Linked DNA regions of Oryctolagus cuniculus: region 2 is linked to region 1. The links are chromatin contacts, called in public Micro-C maps. All regions are on one chromosome and are shown on one strand. Each heading gives the region's core, a stretch centred on a gene start, on an enhancer-like site or on the middle of the called end of the contact. The rest is flanking DNA. Distances are from core to core; before and after follow the strand shown. Region 1 holds the start of TCF4 (transcription factor 4). Region 2 overlaps TCF4 (transcription factor 4).

Evidence for each region. Hi-C and Micro-C count contacts between places; a contact is called where the count stands out from the background.
Region 2: a Micro-C map of ear pinna shows a contact between it and region 1, with 4 times the contacts expected there. The contact joins the enhancer-like site here to the promoter of TCF4 in region 1. A contact is called at or near these places in 4 of 6 Hi-C or Micro-C datasets (ear pinna, psoas muscle, skin fibroblasts and 1 more).

Annotation. Positions count from the first base shown.
Region 1 is chr10:22,698,508-22,703,404 of mOryCun1.1, reverse strand. It overlaps TCF4 (transcription factor 4), which reads right to left and starts at 1,875. Exons shown (of 19, transcript XM_051851926.2): 1 at 1,307-1,875.
Region 2 is chr10:22,785,111-22,790,812 of mOryCun1.1, reverse strand. The region is part of intron 2 of TCF4 (transcription factor 4); the gene reads right to left. Among named protein-coding and RNA genes, the nearest start is that of TCF4, 86 kb to the right of the region's middle. Within about 2 kb of position 1,727, at least 3 of the 8 cell types and tissues checked have an H3K27ac peak or open chromatin away from gene starts, as enhancers often do.

The DNA of each region.
Region 1 (4,897 bases), core at 626-3,125:
CCGGGCGCCCGCGGCGCGGGAGGCGCGGAGCCGCGTGGGGGCCGCCGAGCCCGCGCCCGAGCCCCGCGCCGCCCCGGGCATCCGCCCGCCGAGCCCGGCCGGCGCCCGTACCTACCGGCCGCGCGCGAGAAGGGGCTCCCGGTGCACCGCCGGCGCCGCGGCGGCGTTCATGTCTGAGCCCGCCCGGCCGCTGCGCCCGCTCGCCGGCTCCCGCGCCTCCGCCGCCGCCGCCACTACCGATCCGCGCGCGCACAGCCAAGATCCCTGACTCTTAACACCAACTCTCTTCTCCGGGGAGGGGAGGGGACGAGCGCAGGGGGGGAGGGGGAAACACGCCGAGGCGCACGGAATTGCAAGTTCAGCAAAGAAATGGGTGGGGGGGCTCCGGCGGGGCGACGCGGGCTCGCTCGGGGTCCGGACGCGGCCCCCCACCCCCGGGGCCGGGGGGCGGCTCAGCGCCTCCCCCGCCTCGCCAAAAAACACGAACGAAAATTCGCGGAGCACCTCATTTTTCGGTTACGGTCTGCAGCCTGCCCAGGTCGGCGCTGGCCCGTTCCATCCCTCGGAGCCACTTTGAAATGTGTTCGAGTTCACATCCCGCCCTCGCCCCCACTCCCGTCCCCTCGCGCTCGCACGGCCACACACGGCAAAGCAAGTTTATACCAGGCTGCGATACACGTGATGCGAAAAGACTTTGCCAAGAGCAACCGTATTTTCCCTTTCCACAGAGAAACCCAGCCGCATTTGGCCGGGGAGACCTCCGTCCGGGTAGTTCTGCGTCGGGGGCGAGCCCTGCATTGCCCACTCTATTCCCCCTCCCTTTGGACTCACAGAATAGTACGGCTAAAAACTTCGCAAGAAGAGGAAAAAAAAAAAAAGGCAATTTGGGGGGATGGATGTTGTTTTGTTTTCACACTTGAGTTCCTAGGCACGCGAAGTCCCCATTCGCCCGCGCTGTTTTTTAATTCCACATTTCACATCATAGGCCCTGCATGCTCCTAAAACATACTTTTCCACATCACTTTTCAGGATAAAAATCCAGCTTCACCGTCCTATCGTCTGGTAGTAACAAGCGTGCTTTATCCAGCCTAGGCAACATAGTTATTCCAACGTGTGCTAGCACACTCCACACACCCTGGAATCGCTAGAGGAGCGAGCACACACACAAGATGCATGCACACACTTTTTCCCACTGGCGATTATTCCATAGGTTGTTCCTTTTGTTTTCATAAAACACTGGGATCGACATTTTAAAAATTCAATTCAATTACAAACAGTTTACTCTGACAGCAAATAGTAACGTTACCTTAAGTGGCCACAAATATGTTCACAATATTCCAAGGAAAAAGACTTTAAAAAGAGAGACAAAAATCTTCTGCAAGTACTTAGTATCTCACATGTGTATCCCCCAAAAAAGTATTTTAACTGGTACTCAGTCCTGCTCCAGGGATATCCACAGATTACAGGATCATGCACCTGGCTCTGCTTTTTGCATTTTCCACCATAAAACTGCAACAAAATGCCCTCCCCAAAAAAAGAATTCATTAAAAAAAATCCAACAACTTTTTCTTATGGTTTATAAAAAAAAATCAACACTGGGTAGTTAGAATTGTTCCTCAAACAAATCTCGTTGGTGGGTGTTTTTTCTTCTCCTCTTAGAAAGTCTTAAACTTGCTCCAAGTTTAGAGGTGTCTCATCATCATCCTCCTCCTCCTCCTCATCACCATTGACTCCCCCGTGGAGTCACATTGATAATAATAGGTTTCCCTGAAAGATACATTGTAATCCATTCACATCCGGGCACTGCGGGCTTATAAAGAGAAGGCGCTGCGGCCGCGGCTGCTCCTCCAGACAATGACTGGGGAGGGGCGGGGCGGGAGCGGGCGACCATAGAGTGGTAAACAGATGGCCTAGAGAGGCCGCCAAGATGGCGGCGCGCGCCGGCCACGCCTCCTCCGGGAGCGCCGGCGGGCGACGGGGTCCGTCGCGCGTGGAGCGGCGCAGAGAGTGCTCGGTGCCGGCGTCGACGGCCGGCCTGGCCCTCCTGCGCGCGCTTCGTGCTGCTCCGGTTCCTTGGCCGTCCCTGCTCTTTGACACGAAAGTGTAGTTCCTGAATAAATACACGAATTAAACTCCACAGACTTAACGCGGGGGAATCAAATCCCCCGACCCCCCCCAACCTGAGGAAGGCTCGGAAGAGGCCGCGGCGGCCTCCCCAACCGCAAACCCGAGCCCGGGATCTTCTGCGGTGTGGAGCGGGTTCCGTGGCGAGGCTCGAGCGGCAAGGGGTCCCTCCCGGCCGCCGCCGCCCCCGCCCCCACTTTCTATAGGCGTGAGAACTTGGTCAGTCCGGGAAGTGGTCACTTGGAGAAGACATTGATTGATTGCTTTGTACACTCAGATCGACTTTATACCACAAGGCATGACTGACTCAACTGACAGTTCTGGCCAAGCAGTTACCTTCTGGAGGTTGTTTTCTGGTCAGACGCAAATAGCAAAGCCCACTTTACGAATTTTGCACAGGACGTGGATAACGCTGGAATCACTTCAGTATTTACAGGCATACCCTGCGGCGCAGTGGTTAAGCCACTGCCGGCGACGTGGACATCCCATTTCAGAGCACTTCCCAACACTGGCTGCTCCACTTCCGACCCAGCTCCCTGCTGAGGCTCCTGGGAAAGCAGCCAAGATGGTCCAGAGACCCAGATGGAGTTGCTGGTTGCTGGTTTGGGCTTGTCCTGCCCCTTCCGTTGGGGCCCTGTAGGGAGTGAACCACAGCTGGGCTCACGCTCTCTGTCGAGGAAATAAGCAAACCTTGAACACCAAAACAAAAGGCCGTGGTTGTGGGGCAGTGGGTTAAGCTACCACTTCTAATACAGCTCCTTACTAATGCTCCTGGGAAGGCAGCCACAGAAGACTCAACTACTTGGGCCCCAATAGCAATGTGGGAAACTGGGATGGAGGGCCAGGCTTCTATCTTGGGTTGTCCCAAACCCATCCTTTGAAGCCATTCGTGGAGTGAACCAGCCGGTGGAAGATATTTGTGTCTCCTTGACTTTCTAACTCTGCTTTTCAAATAAATAAATCTTTAAAAATAAAAAAATAAAACTTTAAAACTTGCCACTTACTAAAAAATAGATTTCTTTCCATCTCTAACAGTTTGATGAACTAATATCTCTAATCTAGCCAACAGAACTTTAAATGGAGGATTCCTTATTTTAATAGAACAGTCTTTACGTCTCCCAACAGGAAAAAGCCAGTGATAACAAGTAACAGAGAGTGTGTTTCATGTGTGCCAAACATTGTGCTAAGAATTTCATAAATATTGGCCATTTTAATCCTGAGAATGACTCTGTGAAGGGGGTAACTACTCTCTTAACATTAAGAAAAACAGAACCAAGTAAAATGGAGTAGCTTGACCCAAGGCAGCAGTTTAGTAACTGAGACAAACTTGCTGAAGTCACAACCATCACTATTATGAAGGAGCCCATCTCTGAAACCAGGCAGTCTGTCATCAGAGTCCACTTTAACTTCCACGTTCCTTCATGCCATCTGTCAATGGGAACATCCTAATCTCCAATTATGTCAAAAATGTGTGGCAATAACAGTTGAGATCAATTTTCAGGATCTTTTCTTTATGTGTAAGTTTTTACAGAAAAAGAATTAGGGCATTTGCAGATTGTTTTCCTCTCCATTCACACGTTGTGAAGATTCCATGTTCTCATCTTAAAATAGTATTTTACATTTAGGTACCACTTGACTCCGTGTTATCACAAGCATTATCTGTGGTTCTCCACATAAAACCTCTCTGCAGACCCTACTAAAATGATGTGATGAAAAGATCACAAATGTTGGCTTGAGAGAAAAGTTCCCTTGGCTCTACCTCTAATCAGCTCTGTGACCTAAGGCTCAATGTCAATGACTTTTGCTGTAAAATGCAGAGTATAGATTAGATAATCCCATGAAGTCCCTTTTCACTTTTAGGTTTTTAAGATTCCCCCTTCCTCTGAATTTCAAAGGCAATAAATGATTCTACAGAGAAATCAGTGGTAGGATCAGGTTTTGGGTCTAAGGATTCCCAATTACCAGTCTAGTAACTTTTTACTCAATGACTGATTTTTTGACCCCACAATCAGCCATGTAACTACACTTCTCTTTTAAATTAAGGAATAAATGTGGGCTTTGTTCTTTTCTTGAGCTGTCAGAGAATAGATACTTTCTAATATACATGTGGGGACTGGAGGCTTTTTAGAGAGCCTTAAAAGGACCCTGTGAAATTTAAATTAAAAAAAAAAAGTACCAGATATGTTTTGGAGTGCCTTGTTTCATCTACAGATTCCCCTGCCTTGTAACCTGCCTGGATGCTGACAGAGAGGTATGCCCCAGTCAGCTGGGGCTGCTGTAACAGAACACCATACACTGGGTGACTGAAAGAGCAGACATTTGTTTTCATAGTCCTGGAGGCTGGGGAGTCTGAGATCAAAGGCTGGTGTGGTTGGGTTCTGGGAAGTACTCTCTTCTTGACTTGCATTTGACTGACTTCTCACTTTATCTTCACATGGGAGAAACAGAGAGCACTCAGGTCTCTCATCTTGTAAGAATATTAATGTCATCATGGGGGCTTCACCCTCATGACTTCATCTCAAACCAACTTCCTCCCAGAGACCCCATTTCCTGCTACCAGGAAGTTAGGGCTTCAGCATATGAATGGGGGCACGGAGGAGGGCCCTAACACTTAGTCCATAGCAAGGTAGAACTTGATGTGTTGCCGCACATCTCCTTCCTATCCTGCCTTCCAGCCCCAGCAGATTGGACCACAGGAGTGATAAGAGGAAGAGATGGACATTGGTCTATGGTGAGTGATGGATTGGACATGTCTTGGAATCAGGTGGCCGAT
Region 2 (5,702 bases), core at 478-2,977, 88 kb before region 1:
AAAAAGCCCCCGGATTTGTAAACAAAATCGAGTTCATTTTGAAAAATATGGATCACAAATGGCATGATCCCCTTTAAATATACAAGGAATCTTCAAAAAGCTCATGGAAAACACACATTCTGCAGAAACTGTGCAGACATTTCAAAATTATTTGCACCACAATAAACTGGCTTTTTAATTTTATTTCTCCACAAGCCTTCTGAATCATCCTCAAGTAGTTGAAAAGCAACTCAGGTCATCAGGGGTGAAATCTCGTAATGGCTGAATGTGACACCTAAAGCAATCCCCCCAAAAGGACTACCCCAAAAGGTAGTCCCTGTACACTAGGAGGAGGGCCACGTTCCTCAAAATCTTAAGTCACATGAATCATTAGGTCCTGAAATAGCCCCCAACCCTGTGTCCTACAGGAATTTCACAAAGCCAGACATTAATCTGGGGGTCTGTGCCAAAAATGGAAGGCCCAGCAGGTCGGGGGGTGGGGGATCACAAGAACTGAAACTTTTGGGATGGCAGCCAGGGAAATTCCTTTGACAATCAGTCCTATCTTCACCCTGAGGCTACCTTTCAAAGGTTGAAGTAAGTACTTTCTTTGGAAATCTTTATACATGAAAATGGTTGGAAATAATTACCTAAAGGAAGAATCCTAAGGAAGAAGTAAGAGAAATGAAAGCAAAAGCAAAGATTTTTTTTTAACCAACACTGGCCTTCCACTCTCTCACACTGTTTTTCTCTTTCACATTTGTCTCCTTTAAATTTCTATCAAACCATCCAAAAGTTGTACTTACACAATTTACATTTATTAAATAAAAACTTTCTATAAAAAAATGTCTACCAAACCAAGGCCAAGTCTCCCCCTCCCCATGTCTCCCCATGTTCTATGTGGTGTCACTCAATGAGTGAGACTGGCAGTAATCACATCTTCTGACTCAAGGCTAAGGAGACGCGTCCATCACCTGTAACTCCAGAGGTGACTCTCCGTCTGCCCCTCAGACTGCCTGAGTCACAGCGGAGGACCCAGGGAGAGCTCCATCCCATTATTTGTCTAAAGAGGCGTGGCAATGTTGGGCGTTTTGATAGATACAGCAAAAAAAAAAAAAAAGAGCTTAAAAAAATCAGAAATGTTTATAATATTCTCCAGAACATTCTCATGTGTTTTTAAATTTTTTAAATATATTCAAGTATTATATGACTCTATGACTCTAAACCATGCATTCCAGCCACAGTCTTTCCAACAAACCTCAGTCAAGAACGTCTAGTGATTCAACTTCTGACGGCAACAGATGAAACTTTTTTAATAGAGACTGGGCTTATAAAATACAAGTTACATAAATATTTACCTCCACTTCCATACAAATAGGAAGTGACAAATTCTGTCAATATATCTGGCAATTGAAACTCTAAAATACAAAGTTTGTAAAGATCTCCATTCAAGGCACCTTCCTTTAAAGGAGGTTGCTTGTTACTCTTCTGTGCTTCACGGAAACAGAACAGCAGTTAGCCATGAGGGTGGATTTTCATTTATTTGAATACATCAGTCGGTAGAAGGGGAAATGATATTGGCTGTGTGTTTATGAGCTGCATTAGAAATCTGAACAATAGCAGACCTTTACCAAAACAAAAATAAAATATGAGTCAACAAGATCTTTGCCAAACAGAGGTCTCAGGACAGCCTTGTTCAGCCTTCTGGGAATCCCACTCCAATAAGCGCAATAAAAGCAGGACGTGCCTCATTTCCTTCAGCGCTCACCATGCCTCTCTTGGAGATGTTTGTAAATTTCCTTCCTCTACGCATCAAGCTGGCAAACTGTCGTCATTTCTTCGGGGTAATAATATCCTGTTGATGTCTGGGTAGATCTGTTTTGAGTGTTCCTTCCACATACCACATATACTTTTACTATTATTTTTCAACACAATACAATAAATTATTTTCCCACATATCTGGACACAGTTCAGCAAGGTAGGATTGCAAAGGGCGAACAGTAGGACATTTTAATAAAATGCTAGGTTTTATTTTTGGATTTACAACCTAGATTTAGGTAAAAAAGTAAATTCAATAGTAGAAAAATAAATTCTCTGCTATTTCAGAAGCTAAAAATAGTTCCCTAACACTATTTGAATAATGTAAATATTGTCATTCAACTTCTGTGCTGGAGTTTGGAAATTTCATATAGCAAAAGAGGTACCTTAGCATCAAAAAACTGACTTGTGAAAATGGCAACTTTTATTTTACTGGATATACAAACTGCACCAAGTACTTTTAAGAACAGAAATCTAAATTCATTCTCAAAGTAGGCAGATAGAGCATAACTTCAGTCAAATGTACTGAATGATTAAAACTTACTCTGAATAAATGTTTTTCAAAAAACTTAAGAAGGTATTTGGGCATAAATGTGTACTTCCTGGACAAAACATATTATTACCTAAGCTAATAACTCCTAATAGATTTACATTTCTTAAGAAAGTTACATGCTCTAAAGAGAGAAAATTACAGATGGCAATTTTGAAAAATAATACAAAAAGTGAAAGGACAGACCAATAGTCCATTAATGGAACTTGCAATTGGGCAGACATTCTGGTTGTAAACACAGCAAAAGCTGATTTGTGAAATATTGGAAATAACTGAAAGTGTCTGCAAAGCACACGACTTCACACTAAACTAACTGGCATGCACCACTCACTGCAATTCCAGATAACACCTTATTGAACAGATGATTAAGCATCGTGAACGTGAAAAACGTTCAATGTCATTAATAATCCAGAAAGTACCAGTTTTAATAGGGCACAATCAAACTACTATTTTTGACTACCACATTAATAAGAGAAAAATGACTCATTGGCACAATCTTTCTGGATAGCACTTTGGCAAGGTTGTGAAGAGCCCTGCATCTAGTAATTCCCTAGGAAATTATCCTGATAATATCCTTGCAAATGTAGCCAAGTATTTAGGCACAAGAATGCAGAAGACAGTGGTCAACAAAGGGGAACTGTTTAAATAAATGAAGAAAGAACCATATGATGGAAAATTGTGCTACCTTTAAAAATCAGACTTTCAAAAAATATTCAAGGACAATGTAAAATGTTAAGTTAAAAAGCAATATACAAATTTCATACTAAGTTTCTAAAGGCAACAAAAGACTAGAATTTGCAGTCATTAAAACTTTAACATTATAATGAGGACATGTCATTTTAATCAGAAAAAAATTAAACAAAGATATATTAACTTTGAAAGAAAGGTATATATAGCTTATATAATTTCATAGATAAGTATAAACTTCATTAAATATATAAGGTAAATAAACATAGTATGCATTTTATGTATCATCCCTAACTTCAAGTATCTCAATCTATTATTAAATATTAAAATCAGAGTGAGGATTTCGCACAGCAGTTAAGACCATATTTGGGGCCGGCGCCGCGGCTCACTAGGCTAGTCCTCCGCCTTGCAGCGCCGGCACACCGGGTTCTAGTCCCGGTCGGGGCGCCGGATTCTGTCCCGGTTGCCCCTCTTCTGGGCCAGCCCTCTGCTGTGGCCAGGGAGTGCAGTGGAGGATGGCCCAGGTGCTTGGGCCCTGCATCCCATGGGAGACCAGGAAAAGCACCTGGCTCCTGGCTCCTGCCATCGGATCAGCGCAGTGCGCCGGCCGCGGCGGCCATTGGAGGGTGAACCAACGGCAAAGGGAGACCTTTCTCTCTGTCTCTCTCTCTCACTGTCCACTCTGCCTGTCCAAAAAAAAAAAAAGACCATATTTGGGATTCCCACATTCCATATCACGGTGCCTGGGTTCAAGTCCCAGCTCTGCTTTCATTTCATTTTCTGCAAATGCACTCTGGAAGGCAGCAGATAATGGCACAAATACCTGGATCCCTAACACTCACACAGGAGACCTGGATTGAGTTCCAGGCTTCTAGCTTCAGGTTGGCCCAGTCCAAGTTGTTGCAGGCATTTGGGGAAGGAACCAGTAGATGGAAGATCAATCTCTGTCTCTGCCTCTGTTTCTTTCAAATAAAAATTTTAAAATAAATAATAAATAACAGTATTTGAAAAAATTAAAGTACCTGTGGGTGGGGAATGGGATGCATAGACAATTCAAGAATAGCAGAACACTGGTTGCCATGGAAGCTGGATGACGACCACAAGTGGGGATTTATTCTACTATTCTGTTTACTTTGCACATATGTGAAACTTTTTTCAAGAGAAATCCTTAAAAGAATATCTTCAAAGCAAGGAAAATGGGGTACATGTCATAAGAGTTAAGCCAATGAATACTATAAAAGTTCAGGAGTGAGAAAAGAGCACTCCTGGAGGTGTGGGCAAGTTAAGTACTTGACAGTGGCAGTAAGCACAGTGGGCAGAGTCACACTGGGGAAAGGCAAGGGGCCGGGAACTTTAGGCCAGTGGGTGACTGGCAGCTAACTCACAGAATGTAACTGCTGCCTCCAGTATTAGATACAAGCCCCTGAAGGAAGCTAAAAGAGCAACAGCTTTCAGGTTCCCATTAGGCCACAGGAGTAAGCATCTCACCTTGGTGCAAATCTCCATCTGGCATAAAGAAAGGAAAACAGTATAACTGACCTCTGCAGACTTCAGATCCCACCCTTGCCAAACTACCGCACAGGGATTCCTGGGTAACTCCTCGGCGTTCTTTATTCTCACTGAACATCTCACTGAGATGCAGGCATGATGAAGACCACAGACTAAAAAGCTCATTTACTGAAATAGGGTGCTCATTCCTTATCCTGCAAAGCCCTCAGCTTTGTATTTTTTGTGTATCAACAGACCATCTCCATACAAATGTCCAATTTTGCAACACTTAAGGTACCACAGCGTCTGTCTGAATGAGTCAGAATATATATCACCAAATAGTTTTTTCTAACCAATATTTATTTTTGAAAGTTTTTTTTAAAAGCCCATTGCTTCTTCCAATTTTTCCATAAATATCTAACTACTCTCAAAGCTACCATTAAGATTACAACTGCATTCTGCAGTCATTAAAGAAAATTTCCATGACTTCCAACTACAAATTTGGAAAATGTAATAACCTTCCATAGCTACCAAGATATGACTTTGCTTTCTTCTATTTAAGAAAAGATACGTGTTCCTGAAGTAGCATTTCAGAATGCAAATAGCAATTTTTAAAACAAATTTTCAATAGATCTACATCATCACATAAATCTCTTTCTTCTTTTCTCCATACAATAGTCCCTAAAATCTTTTCATTTTGCTTGAAAATATTTACACATAGAAGTTTGAGGCTACACAGCCAGCATGACTGGTATCCCCTGTTCATGCTGAGTTAGCATAAACATATAAATCTTGTTGTGTAGAAGCCTGGCTTCTCCTTCCTCTCTAAGACCAAACTATAATCTACAAAGATAAGTAAAACCTACTTCATCACTTGCTTTCCATGTAAATTCTTTCACATAGATAAGCTCTTGATCGGCATTACTCTTCAGAAAGATCAAAGATCATTCTCTAAACACCAGGTTGCTCTCCTATCTTCTGTCTCTTCTCAGAGTTCCACTGTGTCTTCTTCCCTTTGCTAATGTTCTCTGAGTAGCATTAAATTAAGGAATAATGATATTCTTCGTAACTATTCCATGGTATCCTATGTTGACAATGCAACAACAGGAGCGTAACGGCACCAAGCAACATGGTCTCCATGTTTACTTCCTGATAGAGACTCAACTACTCTCTATGTATT